Regions from separate parts of the Mus musculus genome. Here region 2 is linked to region 1. A link is a contact called in public Hi-C data. All regions are on one chromosome and are shown on one strand. The core of a region is the stretch at or near the end of the contact, and the rest is flanking DNA. Distances in the headings are between cores, read along the strand shown.

What was found. A called contact is a pair of places that touch in the nucleus more often than the background predicts.
Region 2: a Hi-C map of bone marrow-derived macrophages shows a contact between it and region 1, with 10 read pairs. The contact joins two enhancer-like sites. A contact is called at or near these places in 1 of 484 Hi-C or Micro-C datasets (bone marrow-derived macrophages) and 2 of 115 datasets of contacts at active chromatin or transcription factors (embryonic hindbrain and microglia).

What each region holds. Positions count from the first base shown.
Region 1 is chr13:4,931,974-4,936,596 of GRCm38.p6, reverse strand. No RefSeq gene overlaps it. Among named protein-coding and RNA genes, the nearest start is that of Gm40658, 210 kb to the right of the region's middle. Within about 2 kb of position 1,731, at least 1 of the 459 cell types and tissues checked has an H3K27ac peak or open chromatin away from gene starts, as enhancers often do. A contact at or near this core is called in bone marrow-derived macrophages, where this site is marked.
Region 2 is chr13:5,886,335-5,891,094 of GRCm38.p6, reverse strand. No RefSeq gene overlaps it. Among named protein-coding and RNA genes, the nearest start is that of Gm46401, 27 kb to the left of the region's middle. Within about 2 kb of position 2,159, at least 111 of the 459 cell types and tissues checked have an H3K27ac peak or open chromatin away from gene starts, as enhancers often do. A contact at or near this core is called in bone marrow-derived macrophages, where this site is marked.

The sequences.
Region 1 (4,623 bases), core at 482-2,981:
AGTGGAAACTTCTAGTTCCTTTGGAAAGTTGGTTATGTCAAATGATGTTTTCCTGGGGCACACAGAAGAAAGGATGTCTTGTTAAAACAAACATGTGAGAGAATATTTTCCTGAAGCAAACATAGGTGAAAGGATGTTTTGATATAGCAAACACATGAAAGGATGCTTGATAAAGGGTATAAATATGACCCCACAGACAACTGGAGATGAGCACTGAGCTTTGATTTGTTTTGCTTTACCTAGATATTCTTCTTTGCTAATGATATGCATGTATTGGTTCACCTTACATAGCCTTGTTGTGGTAATGCATCCATTGGGAGAACCTTGCCAAGAACTGCTTGTGATGTTTCTGTGGCAGCTTGCAGCTTCCACGGCCTCATCTCAGGCTGGTTGTCATTCGTGCCTGGTGTCTGCCTGCCAAGATGACTGGACTTACAGCTGCAGGTTCATGTGCAGTATCTGTGTGCATAGAGGGCTGATTTGCAGCTGCTGAGTCATATTTGGTTTGCGCTACTAAACTGAACTGCTGAGAAAGAAGATAAAACTCGCCCCCAAGGAACTATTGCTGTAACAGGTCCAAGTCCCCTCATCCTAATAACTTTTCTCTTCTACTACCTCTGCTGGGTGGCAGGCTAGAGGAGAGGTTGAACCCTTATTAAAAGTAGGTTGCAAAAATTTTATGCCCACATTATTCTGTGGAAATTGGATATGGATGACATTGGGACTCACGGCTATCCTTGCTGCACAAACTATGATTGTAAGTCTATGGCCTGGAGATTGCCTGCAAGACTGTCAAAAAAATCAAGACCCCTAATGTTCCTTCAGCTTTGAGGGATAGAGTTTAAGATATATATATACCTACTTACCACTGAGCACTTACTCTCTGTGCTTAAGTTGTGAGTCTGAATTAACCACTGTCCAATGCAGAAAAAAAATGTGTTTTTCTGGAAAGGACTGAGCACTCCACAAATTTCTGCATAAAACAAAATAAGAACAACAACACACACACACAAAAAAAAAAAAAGAAAGAAAAGAAAAGAAAGCAGCTTGATACTCTGCTCCTGTGGATGACCCCACCCCCCCATGCAATTGTGGCAGCACTAATTGGTCTTAGTGGGTTATTAATAAAAGAATTTAGTATGGCATCTATGAGAGGGGAGGCCCTTGGTTCTGGGAAGGCTCAATGTCCCAGCATAAGGAAATGCTTGGGGGATGAGGCAGGAGTGTGTGGGTGGGTGGTGGAGCATCCATATAAGAGCAGGGGGGAGTGATATGGGATAGGGTGGTTTTGAAGGGGAAACCAGGAAGGAGGATAACATTTGAAATGTAAATAAATAAATTAACCAATTAAAAAGTATATAATGATTTCACAAAAGAACTTAAAAATTAGAAATGGGGGTATAAGAGAAGGATCTGAAAGAGTTAGGTGAATAGGATTGAAATACACTGCGTTCATATATGTAATTCTCAAATAATACATTAAAACATATATAGGAATAATTACACACACAGAGAGAGAGAGAGAGAAAGAAAGAGAGAGAGACAGAGACAGAGACAGAGACAGAGATAGAGACAGAGACAGAGAGAGCAGATTGAAAAATTTCCATCCTACACATACCCATGGAATGAGAGACAAAATTTTAACCAAGACACATCTGCTTAGTATTGCAAAGCACTGTTTGTAAAGCAAATTATGAAGCACTGTTACAAGCAAATCACGAGAGTATAAGTCAAAAACCAGGCAAACAGAAATGGAGCTTCCTAATGACTTACTTCCTCCTGCTCTGCAAAGCATTCTGTTAAGCCATGCAATTTTTATTTGACTTCTTGATCTCTGATTAGTTCCTTCTCCTTCGTGACTGCCATTTTAAATAAAAAGTGATATGTGTTGTGTTTATAATAATACCAATATAAATAGCTCTAATTAAAATGAGATGGAATGCATGCAGCATTCAAATAAAATTGACATAATTAAAATAATTCATGTGGCTATATTTTTTATATTTCAGTATATCAAAATAAATTAGTTGATTATAGAAGGTTAATAATTAATTTGAAATGTTTATAGTAAGATACTGACCTAATAATATGTTCTGTTGTCTTTCTAGATTTTAATATTTATATAATTTAGATGTTGGCTAAAAATGAATGTATGCTAAACTCTTATAATTAGATCTAGTTCTACTACTTTATAGTCAAGAGAGATACATTTATTTAAGATAGACAAATACCATTTGCATCACATTAGCATTTTATTTAGAGACAAAATAGCTGTACTTGTTAGTATAAATGAACTTATTTATCTCTGAGTACACAGATCTTAATTAATTGTATGAGTTTCTATGCTGTATGTGTGATCATCTGCATGTGAGTGCATGTATGTCGGAAAGTACATATGCATATGTATTTGTGAATGAACTTATTCACAAATGTATGTAAATACACACAGCACTTGTGTGGGAGACAGAGAATGTTAAGTGTGTGTGTGTGTGTGTGTGTGTGTGTGTGTGTGTGTGTGTGTGCATGTTTGTAAAGGGTAAAAGTCAAGTGTCCTTCCTCAGACACCACTTAACCTTTTTCTATTTGTGAAATGATTTTTCATTTCTGGAACTCACTAGACAGGCCAGGCTGGCAGAAAGAAGCTCAAGAGATCCATCTCCCTGCCTCCCTAGTGCTAGGATTACTAGCAGGGGTCAACAGATGTGGCATTGTTTTATCCTGGATTCTGGAGATGAGACTCTGGTCTTCTTGTTTCCAAAGCAAGCATTTTGCTGCCTGAGTTATCTTCCCAATCTTGAAATGATTTCACATCACCAAAAATCTTAAATAAAAACATGTCTATTCGATGCTTTGCTATCTTTCTAACTTGTTGACATTTTAGTTATTCTTCAACTAAACCATTTTGAATGTTATAATTTTCATGAGTTGTGATCTTTTTTATGTAGTTTTCATTTTGAGATTTTTGATAGTATATAAAAGAGTAAAAGTCACCAGATGCCTTGGAGCACATTTATCTGGACGCTATGGAAATCGTACTTGGGCGTGAGCAGATACAAGCGCTTCTTCTAGAGCACAGATGACCGCAAATTCTCTAGTAATAAGAAGTGATATAAAGAAACAGCACTTGTGGCCCAATCATGGAAGAGACTAGCAGGTTTATGAAGTTATGAACATAATTGCCTCATGTTCCAGCAATGGAAAGTACTTGTGACATACAAATGTCTTCACAACTCTGTCTGTGGGGATGTATGTGAGTTCTTGTTTGGGGTTCCTATCAAATTCCAAAGCATATGGGAAATTGTGGTTAGGAAAGGATAAAAGACCACATCTAGAAATCCTGAGTATCCCAAGCACACATTCCTCTCTTTTAACTAGGTTTTAGGTCCATCAAGCTAGCTCAGTACGTAAAAGGCATTGGTAGCTATGCTCAGACTTGAACTGAGTTCAATCCCCAGGAACCACATATAGAAGGAACCAGCCAACAGATGCTCTCTGATCTCCACACTGGCCAATGCCTGTCTACATTCACCTGAGTTCTTGTGCACGCGCACGCGCGCGCGCACACACACACACACACACACACACACACACACATACACACACACACACACACATGCACACACACACACACACACTAAAATTTTTAAATGTAGAACAGTAAGAATCCTTAATTGTGGGAAATTTTTATTTTTTAATTTTATTCATACAGACAAGAAAACATTGTAGACTTGCTCATTTCCAAACTCCAGAAACCTAAGAGTGTCTGGAGATATGGCTCAGTGGTTAAGAGAACATGCTGTTAGCACAGCAGATTTGACATTGGTTCTCGGCATTCATGTCAAGTAGCTTTCCTTTTTCTTTTTTTCTTTTTTTTGGGGGAGTGGGGTGGGGTGGGCACTTTTCCAAAAATGTATTCACCACCAAAATTCTTCCAAGGTATCTTCAACAGTACAAGTTAGAAAATGATATAATAAGGATCTTATTTGAATTATTGGTAAACAAAGAAGGTAAATAAAGATGTATAGAACATAGATCAAGAATATATTATTTTTGATTAATAGCCCAGGTCTGTAATTTTTCAAACTGTATTATCAAGTTAATAATGTGTAAATACAGCTTCCAGTGACCTAACACTCTCTCTGGCATTTGCTGGTACCTGGACACATATGGTGGCCACTCATATACACAAATTTTAAAATTATATATTAAAAATCATCCTAAGACTAAGTTATAGGCCAGTTCTGGTGCCATCACTCAAGAAACAGGGGCATCAGAAGGCATCCTTCTCAATTGGGGGGAGGGGGGGAATAGTGAGATCCGATGTAAGAAATAAATCAAAGCAACAACAGCAATTAAAACAAAACCAAATGAGTTAATATTGAATCTCAGGAATGCTGAGGACTTGTCTGTTATATAGCAGTGTGGAACATTTGGGGGCCCATGTGTCCCTTTTGTTTTACTAATGTATGTCTGTTTTATTTTAGGTCTTTTGTGTCTCCTCTCTGGACCCAAGTTTGTTTATCTCCAAAAGAAACTGTAGTATAGGATCCCCAAATGCCCTGGCTCATTGACTTTGTTTTTGGAAGACCAATAATGAACAGAAAAGAAATGAGTGATTTAGAC
Region 2 (4,760 bases), core at 910-3,409, 950 kb before region 1:
TATGTTTATTCTCTGGAACTTTAAGCAAATGCAATAATGTGAAAAATCCAATAAATATATGAAGGGAGATGAAAAACGAGGAACTTTGTGTTTTCTAGGCAGGAAAAAAAAGCAAAACAAAACAAAAACACATAAACAAAATCCAAAAACAAGAGCTGCAGCACCAGGCTTTCTCGTCTCCTATTTCCTCTGGCTGCATTGGACCATGTGCATGCAGCTTTGCAACAGAACAGCAGTCGCCTAGTTGACCCTTCAATGAGTTAAGCTTACATCTGCACCTGTATTCTCTCTCCTAGAGGAACAATTGACCTTCACTAAGGCTCCATAAGGGAGAAACTAGGAAAGGATGCTGAAGAGTGAAAGGGTCCTAGTGGGTCTCTGTGTGTCTTTCATGTCAGAGACAATTATATCAAAAGCAAACCCCCTTCAGCTTTAAGGCAATAGACACCCACTATTTGCTTTTTATGTAAGTTCTAGAAATCAAACCTTGTCTTCACACTCATGAGGCAAGCACTTTACAAAATGAGCTTTCTCCCAGACCCACAAAGTATCAATAATGACTGCTCAAGATTGCTAAGCAGCATCAAAAACAAAACAAAACGAACCATTTTGTTTTGTTTTTTGTTTTTGTCTGTCCCTACCAATCTTCTTTTTTAGTTTGCTTTGTTTCGTTGTTTGGTTTGTTTTTTGTTGTTGTTGTTGTTGTTGTTGTTGTTGTTGTATGTGTGTGTGTGTGTCTTCACCATGGCAACAGCAAATTAGCTTTTGAAATAAAGGGCCTACTCCAGCACTGTTCATGAAAGTGTCGTTTGTCATCATTAGTAGAAAAGGGTGATTCTAAGAAGGAGAGTGCTAACAGCCCTCCCACCATGCTTAGACTTCTCAGAACCACAGAGAACAAAATGACTCAACAGACCTCTCATAGCAGCCTGTGTGTGCCATCCTTCCTCAGATGGCAGTTCAAAATAGGGTGTCATATTCGAGCAATCTGAAGTTTCTAATATATAAGGGAAGTAAGTGAGATGGAAAGATGCAAACATTGAAGAGATGTAGGGAAGAAAAGAAAACAGAGGGGGAGAGGGAGCATAGAAAATAGCTTATTTAGCAAAGTCATTGTTGTTTAGAGAGAAGATCTCTGATAGCTCAGGTTGCCCACGAACTGGGTGACGTGGGGCTGAGGATTGTGGTGACCTGGAACTCTTTAATTTTCTTGCTTTCTTCCTTGGAGTCCTGGGTCTACAGGCTGGTGAACATGACCTTGGTTTAAGGTGGTACTAGAGATTCAATCCCGAGCCTGTGGTCTGCTATGTCAGCACTCTACCTACTGAGTCCAGCACAAAACAACGTCTGCATATTAGTTGCACAAGAGTAAACGCTATGCCAAAGTTTTCTCTCATAACCCTCCCATGACAGAGCTAAATGGATAGTTTCAAAAGAGTGGCCAAGTGGACTAAAGGCTATTTGAATCTGTAGGCTTTAGAGCCTGCATATAGAAGAATATAGGAGAGACTCTTGACAGGGAAATGTAGGACTAAGAGATACTAGAGGATAAAGGGAGAGTAGTGAAAGTCCACTGACTAAGGAAAGCATTCGAAAATGAAATGTTGAATTATGGTCATGGTACTTGAGCTGGCTCCTAGTGACAGGAAGTTTAGGTTCAGGTCTGATTTAGAAATATATAGAAAGTTCTCCCTGCCTTCACGTTGCCCCAAGCTCTCCAGTGTTTCTGGAGCTAAGGAGTTTGTATATATCACGTTCCACGCATCTGAAGACATACAAGAATGAGTGCAGGAGCACTTCCTGCCTCTTCCCGTTTTCTAGCAGGCACTTTTCTTGGGAGGAGACCTAGACCTCAAGATGCAGCAACAGACCAGTTTCAGGTTACAGCATCAAAGGCTATTTGATCAGAGACACTGCATTCTTGGTTACTCTCCACGTTTGCTCAATTGAGCAAATTTTTTAAAAAGATTTTTTACATTTTTGATTTCTAAATATGATCCAGACAGTTCTGAATGTCTAGTTGGATATGATCAAATGATCTGTGGTTCTGGTAAAGATCCTTGGAAACTGATGACACAAACTGCAGAGGAGAAAGAGAAGTTGGTCTCCTTCAACATCTTCATTCTGAGTGAACATCACACTTCCCCAAACACAGTTTGGGGCTCAAGCCAGTATTGCTTTTTCAAACCACTTATTTGGCCCTATGAGTTAGACAACCTGAGGCCAGTGAAGGGCAATCTCTTCTTTCAAAGGAGCAGAGATGCATACTCCCCATTTCGTTTCCTTCTGCCTTTCCTTTTTTCCTTTCTTCCTCCCCACTTCCTCCCTTCATCCTTCCTTCCTCATTCCCTCTTCCTCCCTTCCTCCCTCCCTCCTTCCTTCTTTCCTTCTTCTTCAGTTTCTTCCTCTTTCCCTCCTTCCTTCTTCTTCCTTTCTTCTTTCCATCTCCCCCGCCCCTCTCTCCCTATTTCTTTTAGTTTCCTTTGCCTCCAGCGTTTCATCTGAACTGGAAACATCTGATGACTTTCCACTTCTCCTGAGCCTTTCTTGGTCAGTTCGTGGTTCAGCCACAGATCCATGTACAACTGAAATGACAACCTCTTGCATTTACTCCTTCCTCATTTGCTCTCAGACCTCTGGTTATGCGTGAGGGTGTGGGAGAGACTGCACACACCACTAACACAGCCCTCCCTCCTCCCTCCACAAGAGCTCCCTAACGAACTGAAGACCTCCATCAAGACATGGTTGCCCCCCAAATGCCCCTGATGGAAGACACTGGGGGGACCTTGATGGTCTTAGAGCAGCGGTTGGTCATCAGGGCTGTATACAAATGCCCAGAGGCTGGACTCAGCAATAAACTTGTTTCAGGAAATGAAAGACGGAACCCATGGTTTCAACCAAGTTAGGGCAGAACTGAAAGTCTGCAAATAAAACTTATAGATCCTTAATCACAGCTTTCGCTCCACTCAGGTGGTAGAAAAACAATGTCGTTCTCTAAGAGACTGTTTTTTTTTTTTTCTTCAAGACCTCTTGAATAAACACACCGTGTAAAAATATTTATCATGTCAATATGGTTTAATAAGCATTCATTATTTATTGGGCTTCTGAGTGCTTAGGCAATACTACAATTAACTTTGCAGATTTGATTGGTTTTGATTGGAGGTCATTGGAAGGCAAGCTTGTACTTGTCTTAGCAGAAACAGGCAGAGCAATAGGCTGGATTGAGGCCTGAGAATGTTTGAGCAAGTCCCAAACTCTCTGGGAAATAAAAACCGTAACAGCTCCATAGTTGAATTAAGTACGAGATAAAAATCACATTGGCAAGAGCAGCGAACACCAGGATCAAACCACCTCTCAAACAAATTATTCCAGGAATAAATTAATCTCCCTGATGCTCATCTGCAGAACCGATGTGAAAGAGTTGTCACTTCCATGCTTGTCACTCACGGGGCTCAAGATTCCAACACACTAAACAGACCCTGCAGCAGGAGGACAGTGAGCGACACTTTCTAGTAATGTTTCACTCTGTCTAGTTACTACCACCCAGAGCATTCTTTTTCCCTGAATAATTCTTTGATTTCCTCTAGAACAATTATATTCTGTAAACAATAAAGGAGAGAGAATTAATATTTGCTGAGTACATATATCATATAATCTCAATAATATTTTGGGGTGAAAGAATTTTTCTATTCTTATATATTTCATTAAGAATACAAATAGGCCAAGAGTGGCTGGTGACGTATCAATTAGAACACAGGTCTCCATCCCCAAATCACTTTGTCTATCCATTCTGCCTCCTACGAGATAAGACATTACCCAACAATATATATTTAGAAGGACACTCCTTGCATATCGATCATCCTTGTCAGCAGGGTTCTTCCTTTTTGAGGAAGAAAGGTGTGGTGTCTCGTACACATACCTCAGAACAGAAGCTCAAGCCCAGGGAATCCTGTCAGGCTGTCATTGCTGGAGCTTCACTGATTTTCCCAGAACAGAAATAATGAGCATTGGAAGTACTGAGGCTCAGTGGATGGCCACACCCAGGTACCCGTCTTCTGACTCATGGACCATTGTAGGGTGTGAGGTGAAGTGAATCACCACATTCTTTCTCAATCATCCTACACAGACTGGACTCCTTGGGTTGGGAAGTAGGTCTAAGAACAGCATCTACACTTAAGTAGACACATTTAAAGAACAAGTACGCTACAGTCCAGCAAGGTCCTGGGTATAGTAGATACGGAAATACCTGAACTATAGAATAATAGTCTTATGTAATTCAAGAGAATTGGGATATTTGAACATAAAGGACTTCAGTCTCAGGTGTGATCAATAACCCTTATACTCTCAGGTGATGTTAAAGAGTGATTTGTGATTGCACTTAATGGATAGAATATGAGGTCATTGTAATAAAATGGCCAAAAGCCATGAACTTCTCAGGGGTTTCTCACATAGGAATAGGAAAAATATTTTTCATCTTACAACTTTCAAACTTGGTTTCTTTTCTTTTGTTGTTGAAATGTGGGAAATGATTTATTATTGACAACTACACAAAATCTTGCTAGCATCTTCTCTACTGATCTTTAGTAATCTCTGCTAGGAAGTGGATGGCACGAGGTCAATAAGGTCAGTAGTCAGCCTTATAAAAACATTTGGAAATTGGTAATAATCCTTCACATTTCCTGACTGGAAACAGACAGGCGGGGTCTCCACTTGTGTTTTCCAAACTTAGCTACACATTAGTCCACTTTCTACCATCTATT